Regions from separate parts of the Mus musculus genome. Here region 2 is linked to region 1. Evidence: chromatin contacts called from public Hi-C data. All regions are on one chromosome and are shown on one strand. The core of a region is the stretch at or near the end of the contact, and the rest is flanking DNA. Distances in the headings are between cores, read along the strand shown.

What was found. Hi-C and Micro-C count contacts between places; a contact is called where the count stands out from the background.
Region 2: a Hi-C map of the G1E-ER4 cell line shows a contact between it and region 1, with 4 times the contacts expected there. The contact joins the promoter of B3gntl1 here to the enhancer-like site in region 1. A contact is called at or near these places in 15 of 39 promoter capture datasets (the 3T3-L1 cell line, 3T3-L1-derived adipocytes, the C10 cell line and 10 more), 3 of 15 datasets of contacts at CTCF or cohesin (the G1E-ER4 cell line, large pre-B cells and pro-B cells), 17 of 484 Hi-C or Micro-C datasets (the G1E-ER4 cell line, the HL-1 cell line, the HPC-7 cell line and 9 more), 3 of 115 datasets of contacts at active chromatin or transcription factors (acute myeloid leukemia, astrocytes and microglia) and 3 of 9 other capture datasets (adipose tissue, liver and macrophages).

What each region holds. Positions count from the first base shown.
Region 1 is chr11:121,474,586-121,477,285 of GRCm38.p6, reverse strand. It overlaps Tbcd (tubulin-specific chaperone d), which reads right to left. Exons shown (of 39, transcript NM_029878.4): 7 at 1,615-1,747. Among named protein-coding and RNA genes, the nearest start is that of Tbcd, 24 kb to the right of the region's middle. Within about 2 kb of position 1,400, at least 56 of the 459 cell types and tissues checked have an H3K27ac peak or open chromatin away from gene starts, as enhancers often do. A contact at or near this core is called in the G1E-ER4 cell line, acute myeloid leukemia, bone marrow-derived macrophages and 4 more, where this site is marked.
Region 2 is chr11:121,671,712-121,674,411 of GRCm38.p6, reverse strand. B3gntl1 (UDP-GlcNAc:betaGal beta-1,3-N-acetylglucosaminyltransferase-like 1) reads left to right here and starts at 1,261. Exons shown (of 13, transcript NM_178664.5): 1 at 1,261-1,427. The coding sequence starts at 1,380.

The sequences.
Region 1 (2,700 bases), core at 151-2,650:
CACAAATAGAGAAACACCTACTGATACATACCCAAAATAATTATAAATTTTTAAAAACCTATTTTATGTTCCCCAGTAGCATTAATCACAACAGTCAAAAACAGTCACATAATGAAACAGTTTCGGCCTGCGAAAAAGTAGTGAAGAACTGACGCGTGCCTGCCACAGGGTGGGCAGACCCTACAGACGCTGTGCTCAGGGAAAAGAGCCTATCCTACATAAAAGTCACCTCCCAGACAGGTGAGCTCAGTGCCACTGGCCTGTGGAGTATGATGCAGTGTGTATGCGGAATGGCATACTGAGAAGAGACAACGGTGGCTATACAACTCTGTAGACCTAACAAAATGAACTAACGCCCATCTGGAGCCGCCAAGTCTTCAGAGAGAGCAGCAGAGCAGAAGCTCAGGTCTTAAGAAACATTTTATTTTCCCAGGCCTCCCTCTTGCATGTTTTGAATGGCAGGCCTCTGAAAGGCAATGGCAATATCACTGAAAATAAAGAGACACCAGCCGTTTCTCATCCCCACAACCAGGATACACATTCAGCTGCAGAGGCACATGGAGTAGGTCCAGAGAGCCTCGACTTGCCTTCCCGTCCCAGGTTGCATGTCCCCTTCCCAGGGCTGTTGGCACCTGCCCTGATACCTCCCACCCTGCATCAGGACCTGTATTAAGGAGTAGTACAAAAAGCCAAACTCAGTATGACTGGTTGCCTTCAGACTTCTCCAAAGGATCCTACTTCTAAGTGACATGTCAGCTCCCTTTGCCTTCAAGACAAGGACAAGAACTACTGTCAAATCGCATCCAGTGTAATCAAAGAAAAACAAGGAAGAGGTTTCTGACCCTGGAGCCGCACAGTTTCAGAAGGCTATCTGCACCCTCCAGAATGCCAAACCCTAGAAACCAGGGCCTTATACAGCTATCCATGCCTTCGTCCAAAATACTGACTCTTAATACCATGGCCTCAGAGAGTCTCTGTAACCTTGTAAACATTAACCCTAGAGACAGACTTGGAGAGGCACCATGACCTTCTTAATGCTGACCATCAAAACCAAACAAAGCCTTAGGGGGTCCATCTGTGACCTCCGGAATACTGGTCCAGGAGCTTCCTAGCCTTGTTAATAGGGCCATGTCCTCTGAGATTTCACACCAGAGTGGTTCTCCTTGTCAGTACTAAAAAGCCATACAACAGACAAGCAGAGAAGACCAGCAATAGGAAGGATGGGCACAGTGGGCATCTCCAGACGGGCCCCAGTGTCTGTATTTAAACTCGGGAACTAGAAATTTTGTAACCCACGTAAGCAAACAGGTTTCAAGCCCTCTGCCTTCTTTCACTTGGGCTGGTTTCACTGCTTTACGACAAAAAAACTAAAGGCTGCAGTTCTGCAGGCGCCGCTGCCCTCTAGTGGTGAAGCACAGTTCTTCAGCTTTCTCCTGGAAGCCACCACTCCAGTCCAGCCTTACACACTAAGCACACAGCAGTGGAAAATGAAACCACAACCCTGTAATGCAAATTAATCCTACCAGGTTCCCGTAATTCAAACACAGAGTGAATGGAACCAACAGTTTGGGCACAGTGCTGGAGCTCCACATGCTGTCCCGGGGCAGGGCTCACCAGGGCCTGCAGCATCCCATCCATGGTAATGACACCCTCGATGGTCTGGAAGGAAGAGTGGGCCAAGGTGCAAAGGCTCCAGTCCAGAAAGCTGGCCATCTTTCTCTGCTTGACATCGGGACGTGTGATAAATCTACAGGGGAACGCAAACACACAGGAGATGCTCAGTAAGACTCCAATGCTGAAAGCTCACCCACATCCCACCACACACCACACACCACACACATTTCCTCCCAGTCATCTTAGATCCCTGAACAGGTTAGGTCAGATGCCTGCATCTCTCTCTCTCTCTCTCTCTCTCTCTCTCTCTCTCTCTCTCTCTCTCTCTCTCTCTCTCTCTCTCTCTCTCTCTCTCAGAAACCAAATCCCTGACCACCATGGCCCAGCAGCTGATTGCCCATCAGGATCTCTCAAAAAGTTACTCAGAGGCCTCACCACCCTACCTCCTTCCCTCCTGGGCCCCAACTAACCACCAGCTTTACAAATAGATGGGCATCGTTAACCCACCACAGCCAGGGAACATCTACATGCTTCTCAGCTCTGACTCCTTCCAAGTATCTCCCTTAATCTCAAGATATATCCTCCACAACCTAATCCAACAACCAACCCCGACCCAAGGACCTTCCTCTACCACAACCTCATGTTGCACAAGCCTGTTTCCTTCCACCCAACATCTGGCTGACAATGTGAACCCAGACCTCTGACTCAGTGACTCTAGACAGATCCTATAAGGGAGGAAACACACAAAGGAAGGGAAGGAGAGGGGAAGAAGAGTAAGGGGAAGAAGGAGGAAAAGAGGGGGAAAGGAGAAGGAAGGGAGGAAGGGAAGGTGCTGCGTCCCCAAAGGCAGCTCAAGGACAATCTCAAGGGGCCTTGCCCAGGAGAAGCTGAACAAGAAGAGACACAGCACAGCCAGTGGGAAAGATCTGTGTCGGGGAGGGGGAGGGGGGAGCTGACAGGAAATGTGCAGGGATAAGTACAGGGACCAGGAACCAAAGGACCCAAGCAGGCAAGTAGCAGGTTTATGACTGTCCTGGCTAGTCTCATGTAGGAGCATGGACAAGGCTGTGCCAGCAGGTAGCCAGA
Region 2 (2,700 bases), core at 12-2,511, 200 kb before region 1:
GTTCGGAGGTCAGAGGATAACTTGTGGGAGTAGGTTCTCTCCTTGATACCACATGGGTCCCAGGGCTCAAAGTCGGGTTCTAAGGCTTGGCAGCAACTGTCTTTATCCGTTGAGCCATCTCTTCCACCCATCTCCTGCTATTTTTAAGTGTGGAAACTCTTGAGGGCTGCTTGGTGCCAAGGCCAGTGGGTGACCTCAGTGTCACCCCTCACAAATGGAGGGTGTGGATGACCAAAATATGCCATCTTAAAATATATTTCTAGTTGTAGGATGACCATTTGGAGAAACTGCAGACACAAGCATTAAGTTAGAAAAGCACTAACGAAACAAAATGTACATGGGTTATCTACATTAAGTAATCAGGTGTTTTATCAATATCTGGGTTCCACGCAGCTCAGAGGTTGTCACCCGTCCTTTGGAAGTAATTTAGTGAAACCTTTTGGTTCTGTGGGATGCCTAACTTTGGGACTCCCACAGTTCATAGAACACTTCCTTCCCCAGTATCCCCCGGGACAATGAATCTCTGTGTAGCATAGGAACTCAACTATCTGGCGTTGACCAAGCGTCATGTGTCCTAATGCAGGCCACACGAGGGCCTTGGGTCCATGAGAACTATCTACCTTTGGCTCACTCCAGACAGACCCAGTCCAGACCCAGAACCTTCCTCCAGGAGGGGGTCCTTCCTCCTTGTCTGGAGCAGTCAGACCAAACAAGATTCTGATGAAATGTCGCCTGCTTTAAGCTTACTGGCATTTTCCTTTTTAAAGTTACATAGGCCCAACCTGCGGTGGGATTTTTAAGTAACCACCTACTTGCACAGGGTGGCGTCCCCCCACAAGTTCCCCCCGTTCTTAAGTTTTTTTATAACGTTAGTTTGGCTGCGGACTTCAGTTTGCGATTATTTCCGTCAGGTGGGGCAGGAGGACTTCCGCAGGCCAAGAAGCCACAGAGGCAAGTGAGAAGGACGAAGGCGCAAAGCCAGGGGCGCCCACGGACTCCGGAAGCCCAACCCTTTGCTCGGCCAGGCCCCGCCCACACACTCAGCTCTGGCCACCCCGGAACCCCTCGCCCGAGCTGCTCCCGCCGAGAACGGCGGCTCGCCCCTCCCGCTCCACCATCCAGAGAACACCGACGGGCCGCCTCCCTGAGCATTCTGCTCGAAGGACCGCCTTCCCTTACTGACTGACGTGTCTCTACACCAATAGAACGTGGCTGTTCCCCTAACAGCCCTCCCATACCCGTAAGTCCCTAGCGAGCCACGTGGCTCTGCACCAATCGGAAGCGGTCCAGTCTGTGCATCGCCTCCTGGAGCTTGCTGTGCATGCGTTGGCCTCCTAGGCAGGACTGCGATTGCAGGAAAAGGGCAGTGGAGCCGCGCGATGGAGGTCTCCGAGAACGCCACAACGCGCGGCTCGCTGGCCCTAGTGGTAGGTATGGCCGGGTGAGACGCGGTCCCGCCCTCTTGTGCCTTCTTCTGTTGCTGTTTCTCCCTCCACGGTAGTCATCTTGTCTCCGGCTCGCAGCCGCTGTACGCTGCCACGGGTTCGGGAACCTCAGCTTGGAGGGTTCCCACCATTCCGTTTCGAGGTAGACATGTGTCCGAGCTCATACCGTACACTAACCTGCACACCTACTAGCGCCCCTCCCGCCATATCCCTGCTCGCCAGCATGCCACACCTATCTTAATACCTAGCAGGTGGGTTAGATGTCTCAGGCCAGGGTGCATTAAGTGTGGTTCACAGGCATTGCGCCAAGTGATTGTATTTTTCATGCCAGTCTTATTGAAATTGGAAACCGGTAAATCAAGGCCTTTGTCAGAAATTTATATCTTTTTTTTTAAAGTTGTGAGGTCTGTAGCTCTGGCTGGCCTGCAGCACATACAGCTGAGGATAACCTTGAAACCCTCCAGCGTCCGAGCCACACTTACTGATAACAAATATGAGTCATAACACCCCTTTTCAGTTAAAATCTTGTAGGTCTTGAGAAAATTAAGAAAGTTCTTTCCTTTACAAAGTAAGTCCAGAGGACTGGGGTGTAACTCTGACATGCATGTGAAACACCCTGGGTTCAATCCCCAATAGCTCAAATAAATAACAAATAAAAAGCCTTTAAGCAACATGTTTTCAGAATAAACACAAACAGGATAGAATGCCACTTTGGGATCATCAGCTCCTCAAAGAGCGCTTCATTTGTAAAGGACGGTGTCTTCAACACTCCTTTATAAGATTCTTATAACCGTGTTCAGATTCAGTAATTTAAAGTACACTATACATAGATGGCCTCTACAGTGATTTATGTAGATATTGCCTATATTATATGTAGACCTTGTCTGTAGAGATTATATAGCCTTTGTGTTATATATAGCTTTGTAACATGTACATATATGTATGTATATGTTCACATCTACCTAGCCTATTGGTTTTCCTGCTCAGAAACATGTCCAGTTTTATTTTTTCACATTAATTCAGGGTGGGGGGGTGAGGCCAACTGTTAATTTCTTGGCTGTTCTTTACTACTTACTATATCATATAAAATTGAGGCAGTTCCTGGTTCCTTTGGTTATCAGGTTTCAGTGATTTTATTCCATACTACTTTAGGAACTTTGGCTTTGTGAGATTCCCTGAGAAAAAGTGAGGGTGCCAGAATTCAAGTGTTGAATAAAGATTAAGGGCCTCTCCACGCCCTCCTGGTCCAGCTTGG